Linked DNA regions of Gossypium hirsutum: region 2 is linked to region 1. A link is a contact called in public Hi-C data. All regions are on one chromosome and are shown on one strand. The core of a region is the stretch at or near the end of the contact, and the rest is flanking DNA. Distances in the headings are between cores, read along the strand shown.

What was found. Hi-C and Micro-C count contacts between places; a contact is called where the count stands out from the background.
Region 2: a contact with region 1 is called in a Hi-C map of leaf, with 1.8 times the contacts expected there. The contact joins the promoter of LOC107914688 here to the promoter of LOC107914681 in region 1. A contact is called at or near these places in 4 of 34 Hi-C or Micro-C datasets (callus and leaf).

What each region holds. Positions count from the first base shown.
Region 1 is chrD10:23,896,923-23,903,541 of Gossypium_hirsutum_v2.1, reverse strand. It overlaps LOC107914681 (prolyl 4-hydroxylase 1), which reads left to right and starts at 1,542. Exons shown (of 12, transcript XM_016843677.2): 1 at 1,542-1,872; 2 at 2,298-2,345; 3 at 3,521-3,586; 4 at 3,751-3,803; 5 at 4,498-4,563; 6 at 5,243-5,317; 7 at 6,198-6,272. The coding sequence starts at 1,809.
Region 2 is chrD10:24,254,127-24,260,664 of Gossypium_hirsutum_v2.1, reverse strand. LOC107914688 (mitochondrial import inner membrane translocase subunit PAM16 like 2) reads right to left here and starts at 2,150. Exons shown (of 4, transcript XM_016843685.2): 1 at 1,926-2,150; 2 at 270-357. The coding sequence starts at 1,928.

The sequences.
Region 1 (6,619 bases), core at 293-2,792:
ATTGTAATTTTCTCGTTTTTACATAAAAAAATATCTTTAAATTAATATTTATTACTTTATTAAAATCAGTGCCTTTTGATAATTTAACAGCTGAATTTGGACCTATCATTATAAATAATATAGATATAAAATAATTTAATATAAAATTGGATTTTTTATTTATCATCATATAAATTCAAATCTTTTAATAGAATAAGAATTCTTATGATGAATTTTATGATCAAATAAAATTTTTAAATAAATTATTTTCGTAAAAATAAATTTTTTATTCACCCATATAATAAATCTTAAAAATAATAAAAATATTTAAAATAAAAAAATTCAACAATATGCTGAATTAAATAAAAGTTATTCAAAAATTTGTCCAAACTTAAGCTTTTATATATATAATAGATATAGATTGTCGATAGATTATATTATATTATTATTTTAGATTATAAATTGTAAATATACATAAAAATTCTACTATATAGTAATTTTATTTTACCAAAACAAGTATACAAATTAAATTGTAATATAAGAGAAAGGTAAGCGTGCTTCAAGACGTTTAAACACATAAGAAATTATACTGACAACAATGCGTACATCAATTGAGTTAAAATTCAACACACAAAATTTAAATATATAAAAAACAATTCATAAGTAGTTTGTATTCCAGTGCATTGTATATATTAACTTTATAATCTTAGTTTTTATTTAATAATATTAATGAATTTCCTAAAAAATTGAAAAAAAATAATGTAATTCAAAATATTTTTAAAAATATATATCGAAATTAGAATTAATTATATTAATGTTAATTAATCTTAAAAATATTTAATATTTTAAAAATACAAAAAATATTAAAACTATTAATAATTTTTTATTTTAATATGGAAACATGTGATTATGGTAACCTATAAATTTATTTTTAATGAAAGTTTCCATTATAGTAGTGTCCAAATGGTAGGGTATAAACTGTGCCTTAGACTATTTTTTCTTAAAAATTTATATGGATATAGTTTATATATATAAATAATTTTTTAAATTTTTTTTATGAATAAATTACACTATTAATCATTAAATTATGAGTAAATTCTTATTTTGGTTATTTAACTAAAAAAATTATAATTTGGTCATTAAACTATTAAAAAGTTTTTATTTAAATTATTGGACGGTTAAAATTAATGCTATATAACTTTCTCTGTTCAGACTTTTTGCATAAATCAAAAGCTCTACAATTCTCTTTTTTTTTAATGAAATAATTTTGGACATTACAAATCTGCAAACAAAAATTTAAATAGTTTTTTTCTTCGATCTCCGATATTGACTGTCAGATTAATTTAGATCTAAAACATATTATTTTACTTGTTGATTGGTACTTATCCACCGTATCAATGATTGTTTGGGTTTTGTTGGAGAAATTTTTAAAAAATTAATAGTTGAATGATTTGAATAAAATTTTTAAAATAATTTAATAATTTAAATGAAAATTTTGCAGTAAAAATTATAATTCTTTTTAATGAAGCGACAGAAAGAATAATTCACGGTCCGGTTATAGTTTACCTTTTTCCAATTTATACTGTTAGTCAATGCGATACTCAATAGTGAAGACAAGGAGTCAACAAGTTTAACAGTCATTGCCATTTTTTTTTTTTTTAACATATGAACAACTATAAATAAAGTAGTTTAAACAGAGGAAGATCACACGGACAACGGGGAAGGAAAATACAAGGGGCGTGGAAACCAGATTGTTGGTCTTCTTTTTTCTCAATTTGCTTTTACTTTTGCTTCCAACATTCTTCTTGGGACACCAACTTCCATACGCCATGGCCCCTCCTATGAAGATTGTTTTCGGATTGTTAACATTTGTCACTGTTGGAATGATAATCGGTATGTCTTTCCCTTCGATTCGAAAAAAAAATCTTTTTTTTTTCAACTATCTTTTTTTAAGTTTTAATTGAACTCTCAAAACCTTCGACTTCAAAACACGTTGGTGGTTAGCTCTTGTTCTTTTATGTGTAATTAATGTTTTGGTTGATTTCCCACTTTTTTTAATGGTTTCAAAATAATGGGTTTCTTTTCTTCCTTGAAATATGCATTCCAAAAGGGAGATTTAGCTGATCCGACAGAGATGTAATTGGTTGAGATTAGAAATGGGGTTTTGTTTTTCTTGGCTGGTTTTCAATTTTTAGCGATTTGGTTCTAATAATTTAATCCTATTTGTTCCAAATTTAGCTGCTTGTGAATTTTTATGAGCATGGATTGATGCATTGATTCATCGTTATTTTAAGTGTTAATGATATTGGGAAATGCAGGGGCTTTGTTTCAGCTAGCATTCATACGCGGGTTAGAAGATTCATACGGTATACTTTTCATCTTTCAATATCTTTTAGCAGTATATAGTTTTCTGTATGTTGGTTTCTCTAATTACTTGCTTCCCCTCTATGTTATTGTGCAAGAATCTGATTTTTATAAAAGTGAAGTTTCTTTGTTATGTTTTCTTCATATGTATGACCTATCCAACATAACTATTTTTAGATTTCATATTTTTCCTCATAGGTTTAATGAGTAGAACAAGACTCTTCAACAGTCTGAGTTTTACTACCCAGCCATTACAGTGTCCTAGTTTTTTTTTTTTTGTAAAAATTTCCTAAAATTATCTTTAAGCGAGCAACATTGGGGCTTTAATTGTTTAAATATGGGACCTTTTGCTTCTGTTTATGGATCATCTTAAGACATACCATAATAAAGGGGGGAAGTTATGATTTTACCATATCCAATTATCTCTGATCAAGAATTATAGAGCTGTTGTAAGTTTTTTATTCTTACGACAAAAACATTTTCTGATGTTTCCTTAGACCGTAATTTTATTTGATATTGTTTTGCATCCCTCCTACTGTATTTCAGTACAATGTTTGAGATAGATTTTTGAACTTTTAATGGGCTAAACTTAGCCATTAGGCTTTACAATAAATTAGCATTTTAGGGTTTGGCAAATTGGTTGGTTAGGTTTAATTGTATAAATAACTTTTATAACAACATTTCAATCAGTCTTCAATAGAATTTTTGGTTGTTTCATAATCTATTGACTTCATCCTTTGTCCTAGTGTTCAAGTCTAAACCCATAACTTGTGGGATTTAAGTTCTTTCCTTAACTTTAGAATCTCATCTAAAATCGGGTTTACTTCTTTGTAGGCTTAATTTACATTTCTAAGATTTGCTTTTGCATGGTATTGATAGATTTTGCATTTGAGCTTGACCACTGCAGGTTGCTATAATTAAATGTTAGTATTAACCAGGCCTATCCAATGAATGATTTGTACTTAAAAGATATGATTAGAAAAGCATCTTTTGGGAATTTGGATAACTCATCCTTGTAAAATGCCGTTGCTCCCTTTATTGTGGAGCTTTGATTTTATTTAAATATGTTTTATTCACTCATTATTGAAGTATCTATTTATAGCTACTTAGAATAACCATTGGAAAATTTTCATTGATGATATAGACATATTTAAAATTTATCGGACATGTTTAATAGGTGATGACTTTCCAACTACAAAATTACATAGACGTCAGAGTGATGGATATCTTAAGTTGCCAAGAGGTTAGTATTGTTCTTTTTCGGTTCACAAACAATAAAGTTATCGAAATTTGTTTAACTAATTGAACTTCAGTTAAAGAATCTTTGATCTTAGCCAAGTTGTATATATATTTTTTTTCTGTAAGTTCATTGATTTATTTTGTCTCTTTACATTTTTTTTTTGTCAGGTATGAGTCACTGGCACGGTGACAAAGAAGCAGAAATTTTGCGTCTTGGATTTGTATGTTTTTAGTACTTTACTGCCTATCCTTTTAACCTTTCATTTTTAAATCTTAGGGATAAGTACGAACCTTAATTTTTTGATGAAATCAATTAAGTTTTAAAATTTCGATGGAGAAAGAGAACGAAAAGAATAGAGAAAGCTTATATTAAAAGATTTCCATTTATAACTAGTGCATTGGACTTTGCCTTGTGTTGTTTTAAAATATTCTAAGCCATTTGCTGAATAATTCATACTTAGACTTGCACGGCTTTATATAGAGAAGAACAATCACACATTCTTATTGCCTATCTTATATGTGGAGTTTTATTTGCTCACAAATTATATTGGATGAATTACTATACCAGAGCTTGAAGGCGATTGATGGAGGAAAGGAGGTTGGGAAGTCTCACTGTTTATATAATAGTGTGGGTTGAGTGGCTCTTTCATAATTTAACTTGGAGTAAATTGAGCGAACTTTGATACAAAGGTAGGAAGGAAGGTGGAAGCCTTTCTATGCATATTAGAGCCTGGCACAGTATGGACTTAACCGTAGATGGAAATGAATTATTTTTGCTCTCTATTTGGATTTTGGATTTATTATACGGTTTTCTTCTTGTATGAAACTGATCCAGAAGTTAATTCTTCTTACATCTTTCAAATTTTTTTATGAAAAACAAAAAAGTTTGACTTACTTTTTGTTCTGATGATGTAGGTCAAACCTGAAATAATAAGCTGGTCACCTCGAATAATTGTACTTCATAATTTCCTCAGCAATGAGGTATGTATGTGATCTATGATTGAGAATTGATTGTACACACTGTCAGTTTGATTCATGCAATGACTAGCTGATATAGAACAACAACTAACTGCTATGTGATTAGGGCATTTTGGCAGCTTTAAGATTTATATTTATATGAAATTGTGGACAAATGAATAAATGAAGAAGAAGAAGAAAAAATTCATTAGCTGCAAACCTAGGATTCCTTAGGGGATGGTTGATTGCATCGCACAATGATAAGAACAATGCAGCTAAATATTCCCCAATCAGAGTTATGTCTCTCTACAAAATGCCAAAAGTAAAAGTTGATGTTTTGAGTCTTGAATTGTTAGATATATTTAGTTGTGGCAAGAAAGAGAAAAGAATATACTCATAATGATTGAGTGCTAAGTGGAAATGTATTTAGAGGCTGTAAAAGAAATTTTGTAACAAAAGCCAATCTTTGTCTGTTCCCAAGGCAGGAGGGTAGAAGACTGATCCCTGTAAATAGCTCCTTTTGAATATCTGTGCTCTCCCACCGTTCATCCATCACCCGCTTAATGAGACTGAAGTGTCCTTCTTCATTGAGCACTAAATATTCTAAAACAATAAAATTGCGCTAAGTTGAGCGGTTTGGAAATACTATATTTATGAGTAATTCAACGAAAGAGTGTTAAACCTACTGTTTTGTTCTTTGCAGGAATGTGACTACCTTAGAGCCATTGCCCGCCCTCGACTTCAAGTTTCCACTGTGGTAGATGTAAAAACTGGGAAGGTACATCTGATAACTTTTTTTTTCCTTGAATTACTTGCTAATGGTGTAAAAATTTTTTGGGCATGTTCATTTCTTGATGATATATCAGGTTTCATATTTTATTGAGGTCATATATCTAAATATGCTTATGTCTGCATGTAGGGTTTTTTTTTTGGGTAATGTGTGATGCGTAAAATATCCATGAGTATTTTTTTTTGTGGGTAATGTGTGATGAGTAAAATATCCACTTTTTAAAGTTCGCTGGAAGTTAGTGAGTGGATATTGTCTTGTTCTGAATTCGAGATTTCTTTATTAAGAGCATATGATCCTTTAAAACTCTATGAAAACTGTTCAAGCTTAAAAAACCAGCCCTTATTTCGCATATTTTGAAGTGGGTTTGACTTGAAAACATTATTAAGAAGCTGCTTGTGTTTTTTCTATCTTTGCACTTTTGTCACTTTGAGTGGGTAACTACTACATAGGTGCTTCTACTGACCAATCAAACTTTGGCATTACTTTAAGGGTTCACTAAGATGAAGGGCCCTCTTTCTCATTATTCATTAGAAGGGATACTTAAGCATGAAGAACTCGTAACTATTATGAGTTTAGAGTGTAGCAGTTGGGTGGATTGACTTACCTTCTTTAGCTGCATCATGCATTCTAGTGTACATTAAAAAAAATATCTTCTTACATATTCCTGCATGCCAAACTTCAAAAAGGACTCTTCCACTTGTGTTGCTATTTTTTAAGTTTTTAATGCTTTGAATAATGATGCTGAATGAAGACAGTTATATTTGTAAGTTTTATAAAAATATATATTTCTTACCTTTGGCCAATTACTTATAGTTTTAGGACCATATTTTTCATAGGAAGAATTGATCTTATTGCAGTCGTTTTTCAGGGAATTAAGAGTAATGTCAGGACAAGCTCTGGTATGTTCCTGAGTCCAACAGAGAAAAAGTATCCTATGATACAGGTTAGTTTTCAAGTTACTTCCCTCCAACATAAATGTCTATATCATCAGTCCATTCTCAGATGAGGGTAATCTAGGAGCCAAGAGAATGATTTTGATCCATCCTAAATGTTTTAATCCTTCTAGATTTTGCTGATGCATACTGCATGATGAAATTAGAGACAAATACTCTAATGTATTGAGGAAAAAACTCTCTCAAAGTATGTATTTCTTAAAAATATGTACAACTATATATACATGAAAATTGAATCAACTTGAGGAAATAATATCTCTTAATTGGAATCTCTAAAAATCAGTTGTAATTTCTAAAGATACTAATTAATGCTATCAAATAATCAAAAGATTCTCAA
Region 2 (6,538 bases), core at 901-3,400, 360 kb before region 1:
CCTCAAAACTCTAGTATTGCAAGAGCCACAACCGCTGCAACCTCAATATAAAAGGCACTACGGTTGAAGAAACTAGAAAGTCCATTTGCACCACACAATACAACAGCAACAAGCAAGCAGAAATAACAAACAAACCCTTTTCACAATAAGCAGAGTCTGCTTGGATGATTATACCATACAATTGCTCCATTTTTAAAAGCAAGCTCCTAATGTTCAAGCAAAGTTAACATTATGTACATGGAATAATAGTACTGCAGTAAAGAACTAACTTGAAAGTGCTTGACGGTATGCCTGAACAACGGCCCGAGCCAATATACCTGAGCCCATTACAATTAAGTTGGCAAGAATCTTCGCAGCCTACATTTAAAGATATACGGATAAGCAAAGAAGAATGATAATACAAAGGAAAAAAGCCTAAAAAGAAAATGTAAAGTTTTAACTATTTTACACTCACCCATTGCAACATTCTCTCTTCCCTGAATAGTTTTATCAAGCAAGAAGACAGTATTTCAAATTCCAGAATTCTTAAAATCAAGACACCAGACAACACTTAAATAGAACCAGAACACAGAGAAAGAACCACAAGACAGCTCAATAAAGCTTACTGCAAACTTCCTAAAACCTTGTTTAGAATTTAATTTTATCTGGAACTGATTCTTTCAATTGAAAGTTGCATGTCTGTGGTTCAATGTAAGATATTGTTACCTCTATTTTGTCCTTCGATCACTTTCAGGTTGAACACATTCGTGACTTGCATCACCTATAATTTAAGAAATATCACTGCTATAACTAGCAATGAACTTGTATGGCTTGATAGAATAATGATGCTACCCTAATCATTCCAACAACAACTCACTTTAATGCCCGATTTGGTGGTTTGGGAAAACTAAGCATTAAACCTATTTAAAACCTAATGTAACTAGACTCATTTGGGAATTGGGATCCATTTGGATTCTTAAAAATAAAATGAATATAGAGTCCAAAACTAAGGAAGCTGATGCCTATGACAAACTATAGCAAACAAAAACAGAGACACCCTATAACATCAAAATTAAGAAAAGAAAGATAGATAGAGACATTGAAGCAAGAAGTGACATACACAACAAGCAAAACCACTCAAGTTTTAGGTTTTAAGAGCACTAAAAACTAAGCTCCAACCTTAGTAGATCTAAGAGAGCAAAAGAAACACTTGTATTACAAAAGCTGTTTGGCCTCAGCTTGAAAAAACTTGAATTCAGCTTGACCAAATCTTGAGCTAGTGAAAGAGCTCAATTTGAGTATTTGACTCGAGTAGTTTAAGAGCTTAATCGAGCTTTTTCTTTTTAATTACTATTAAATGTTTCAATTCAAATCCAAACTTGAGTATAGAAACTGAGCTTATATTTTACTTTAATTGAGTAAGCTCATCCAGTTCGACTATTATCTCAAATTGCTTCAGCTATAAAAGCAAAATTCAATCAAACTCAAGTTGAGCGTTGAGCCTTGCATTTCAGATCGAGTTTCGAATGATTTGAGCTCGACTACACCCTGTAAACTGACCTACTCTTTCGGATTACATTACTCGCTTGCAAAATCAAAAACCGAAATTCAAATTGATACTAAAAGAGAGCAAAAAGTTGAACCAGATCATTTTAACTTGAAACAAGATTATGTCCAAGACAATAACATCCATAACTTCTGTAGCAGATTATCAGGAAATTACTAACCAAGTTATTGTTGCATCACGAATCTGAATTACCTAAAAGTTTACAAGCAAACTAAAAACATCCAAACAAACATTCAGAAAGAGCATTTTTAACATTCTGTTCCATTATAATTGTCTGTATTTAACAATAATTCATCGAAATGAAATACAAAAAGAGAAGAAAAATCATGCAACTGATTCATTAGATCAAATATTAGAGAAGGGTAATAGAGAAACGTACCATAATGGATCGAAATTCGAGCTAATCAATGATTTATATGAGAAAAAGGTTCTTTTTACCCCGAAGAAAAAGGGGAAAACAAAATTAATTTCTATCGGAAGAAAATTTAGAGAAAGGGATAAACGGAGAAGGAAAATTCGAGAAAGCGAAGCAGTCTTTTTCGGGGGTCTTTTTTAAGAAAGTTTATGCGACTCCCATACCTTCTACGGAACCTGGAATTGTTAGATTCTTTCCTTTTTTTTAATGATTATTTATGGAAGAAACCCAAGTTGTTTTTGGGCTAAATTGCATTATCGATGAGAGAAAGCCCAAATGTTTTGGATTTAGAATCCAACAATGAAAATTCTGCTAAACAATTTCAAAATGTTGTAGAAAGAAGGGTAGAGTACAAAAATAATCATTAACTATTTTAATTATTTAATTATTAATTTTTTAATTTAATCACTACAATTTTTGAAATTAAATATTTTATTCACTCCCCCTAAGTCGTAGTTAGATAAGTGATGGAGGAGTTGATGTGGGTTATTTTATTAGCTTAATAATAAATTTAACTCTATAATATTTACACATTTTTATCAATATATATATATAAAAAACTCAACAAATTTATTCAACAATATTTTAAAAAAAATCAATAAATTTAGCATTTTTACTCTCAACAACCACCTTCTTGCTCTTCTGGATTGTTATTGTGTAGCTGTCTTCACCACTAGGTACGAATATTACTCCGTAGCTCACTTCCCATAGCTTTCTCAAACTTAACTAATATATGTTAAAGTACTAATAAGTAATAAATGTAAGGATAATAATTCTGTCATAGGTTAGCACCCAAAAGGTCACGCTGAGAGTGTCGAAGATGGAAAGTGATGTCGGCTCGAGTATGCATTCTTTCACCTTGCAACACAAAGAAGTTGCCCATTTGACTATAAAGTGTAACCAGTAGAAAAGATTACAGCCTGCGTAACTGTGCAAAGTCTCCACGGATTTACTCGGCCCGTAATAGAGACGTTTTGATTTCCACTGCCGCTTTTTCAAACAAACTGAGATTGCAGCCATGGCCTGCATCTAAGGAATTAATTTAGTATTTGATGAAAAAAAATCATGATGTATAGAAGTATGATTTATGTTTACTCTTAACAGAGTTAAAAAGGATACCAAATTTTAAAATGAAGATGTAATTGTGATTAATAAATTTAACAAAATTAAAAATAAAATGTCAAAATTGAAGTTTATAATTTAATTTTAAAATGTTTTAAATCAAAATTGAGGGAAAAATGTAATTATATAGTGATTTGGTAATGAGTTTTTAATTATTATATTAAATAAAATAATATTTTTATATATCAAAGTTTTTTTAATGAAATTTTTTTAATAATTTGCTTTTCTGAATATTGAACTTAAAAGATAAATTTTGTAAACATTGGAGGTTAAATTTGTTGTTTTTTTTTAAGATTTAGGATCAAATTAATAGAATGTATAAACATTAAAGGGTTAAATTTGTTATTAAACCAATAAAAAAATTCATGCCAATTTTCTGTCAATCATCTAACGACAAATAGTGGGAGAGTGACTAAAATATTTAATTTCAAAAAATTTAGTGACGAACTCGAAAAAATTAATAGTTAAGTGACCAAAATAGAACAAAGTCAATAATTTAGATGCCATTTTTGTATTTTACCCAAGAAAGTAAAGAAACAAGAAATAGGAGGAGATTATGAGAGAAATAAGTACTTTATATTTACAATGCTTCCCCAAATTTTATATTTATACGCATAAGAAGTATAAATGGAATAAAATTTTACTCCTAATGGACATTAGAGTCCTAAAGTATATTAAATTTTTTATTCTAATGGATATCCACTTTATAATAATAAAATATTTATGACACTCTCCATTGGATGTCTATCGAAAGATAATATGTCTCATTAGAATCTTATTAAGATAAAAACCTTGTGGGAAAAAAAGTCTTAGTGAAGGAAAAAGAGAATACATATTTATAACACGCATAACATATTGTCTCATTAAAAACCTTATTCGAAAAATCTACTGGGGCAAAACCTCAATTAAGGGAAAAAGAGTATAATGTATTTACTCCCATTCATGATAACATCACATAATATCTTAGATTCTACGTATTTCATTCTTGAATACTAGTTTTTCAAATGATCACTTGAGCAGATTTGCTAAATGTTCATATCATAATTTTTCTAAAAGTACTCACGAGTAAAGAAGAATTTTGGGGAAACATATTTTGATCTCTTCAAGAGTTTCAACAATAATTATAGCAAATTTTAATCATGATCATTTTATAAAAAAAAATACATATGTTCAAAAAATTCTAGTTCATATAAAAATTTACTCAAATGTATTGAACAATTTCTTGGGACTTTTTATTTGCTTCTAGCATTCTAACTCTTTTAAGGATTTTAATATAAAAACTTCACTACATAATGATTCATATAAAAGGTTATAATAACAACAATTAGAAGCATATCAAATTCTCATGAATTGTCAGACTAATAAGATATTTAAAGGTTATTACATCCATCATAAAAAATATTATATTTTTTCATAATCAATGCCAGGACATAGTGAAAATTTTCATTTTGCTTATTTCTTTATAAAAAATCTACTCATTTGTACCCTATTGGCTTTGTACCTTTAGATGTTTGGACTACTGGTCCAAAAACGTCATGATTCGACAGTGCATTCTAGTTGAATTGTGCCTTTCCATTTTGGCCAATCTAATCTATGTCAATATTTCTCGACAAATTTATTTAAGGTCCTCCTTTTTCTTTCATTATTTGAAATAGTATTGCATGCAAAAGCATTGTCGACAATATTTTATTTTAGTTTCATATTTTCTCGACATAACTTATTGAGATCTCTTTATTTTCACTATTTCCATCTTTAGGTGCTTGAATCTCTTCTGAAGTTTTAATGATTAGTTATATCTTAGATATTTTCTTAAGCACTTGCCTCCATTATATGACCATTTTGATTTCTTATTTTATTTTATGAAAAATTCCACCTTTGGAACCAGTCGATGTACCACGCTTCAGACATGCATTACTTTCATTTATTCTAATAGGCTGTATTACTAAGACTTTAAAACATCAATTGGTATATAATACCTGTGTAATGCCCTTAACCCGACCTGAATTACCAAACACGTGGCTACTTCTGAGGCTACCAAAGAAGCAATATGTCTTCAGAAGTTCCTTACAGATCTTGAAGTCATTCATGGTATGGGAAAAGCTATCACACTATATTGTGACAACAGTGTATAAGAAACCACAAGAGGACAAAATATATTGATTAGAAGTATCATATCATAAGGAGACAGTTGCAAATGGAATCGTGGATGTAGTCAAGGTTGCGTCTGAGGACAACCTTGCAGACCTGTTTACCGAGACTGTACTAGCTAGGAGTTTTGAGAAACATGTGGAGAGTATGAGAATGCAGAATATGACTCATCTACTTCACTAGGGCAAGTGGGAGGATGTTGGATCTGGTGCCTTAAATGTAGTATTTTCGTCTATGTACACTTATAATTTTTCGAATAGATTGGTTAATAAAATAATTCGTGGATTACATTAATATACTTTGTATAATTGTCCTCATGTGTTACAAAGCAAAATCAAATCAAATATTGGCTCACTGGTTATCTAATGTTTAAACAAATACTAAGCGGTATTACATGGTCAGATGGTAATAAAAAAACAAATTATATTAGTAGACGAACCTAAACATGTCATTAGTCTAATCGAAAATGAGAAAACTAATTGAAAGACTAATATGCCGTCTATTAGGTCCAATTGGGGAGAGACATTATCTTGGGCATCAAAGCGGATGACTCCAGAAGATACATATATAGATGTGACTAATTGGGCTGACAATACATCAGATTTGACCCAAGAAAAATAGATCCTAAATTTTTTTATGGATCTATTCACTTGTGACGTTCAAAGTGCAACATACCTTAATCTTGAGTAGATGATGGACTATGTATGCGTGATCAGTATACTTTGATGTAAGTAAAAGCATTGGGTATACAACTTCTGCAGTATGTAGTGTTATTCACAATAGTGGAAGTCATAGCTCGAGATATGAGCAAATGATATTATCTTATTGACATTATATGGTTGATGAAAAGTAAATGTGATCATGAGTTATTCGTCTTTGTAATGAATGATTTGATTACTATTTGATAGTAATTGACTTTTCATGAAAGATGTGTAATGATTACCATGAGATAAAATATGATCATATTGGGAGAGCGGATTTATCCCAAAGAGATTAAGGATATCCTATGAGGGTAACACACTTATGATAATGTCATTGGACAATCGCTGATCGAGTTGCTTTCGTAATGGTATACCATTGGGGAAAACTCAATCACGATGCTATAGTGGAATGACTTCGTGACTAAATGAGTTTATAATTAATAGGCGAAAATCTGAAACTTAATTATAAATAATTTGAGCCCTAATTGCATATGTCCAATCAGTCCCTCCGCTAGCTCATTGAAACCAGAAATGAATTGCATATTGAATCAAATGAGCAAAAATGGATATAAATGGTAAAGTTGGAGAAATGAGAAGCATTTGGAA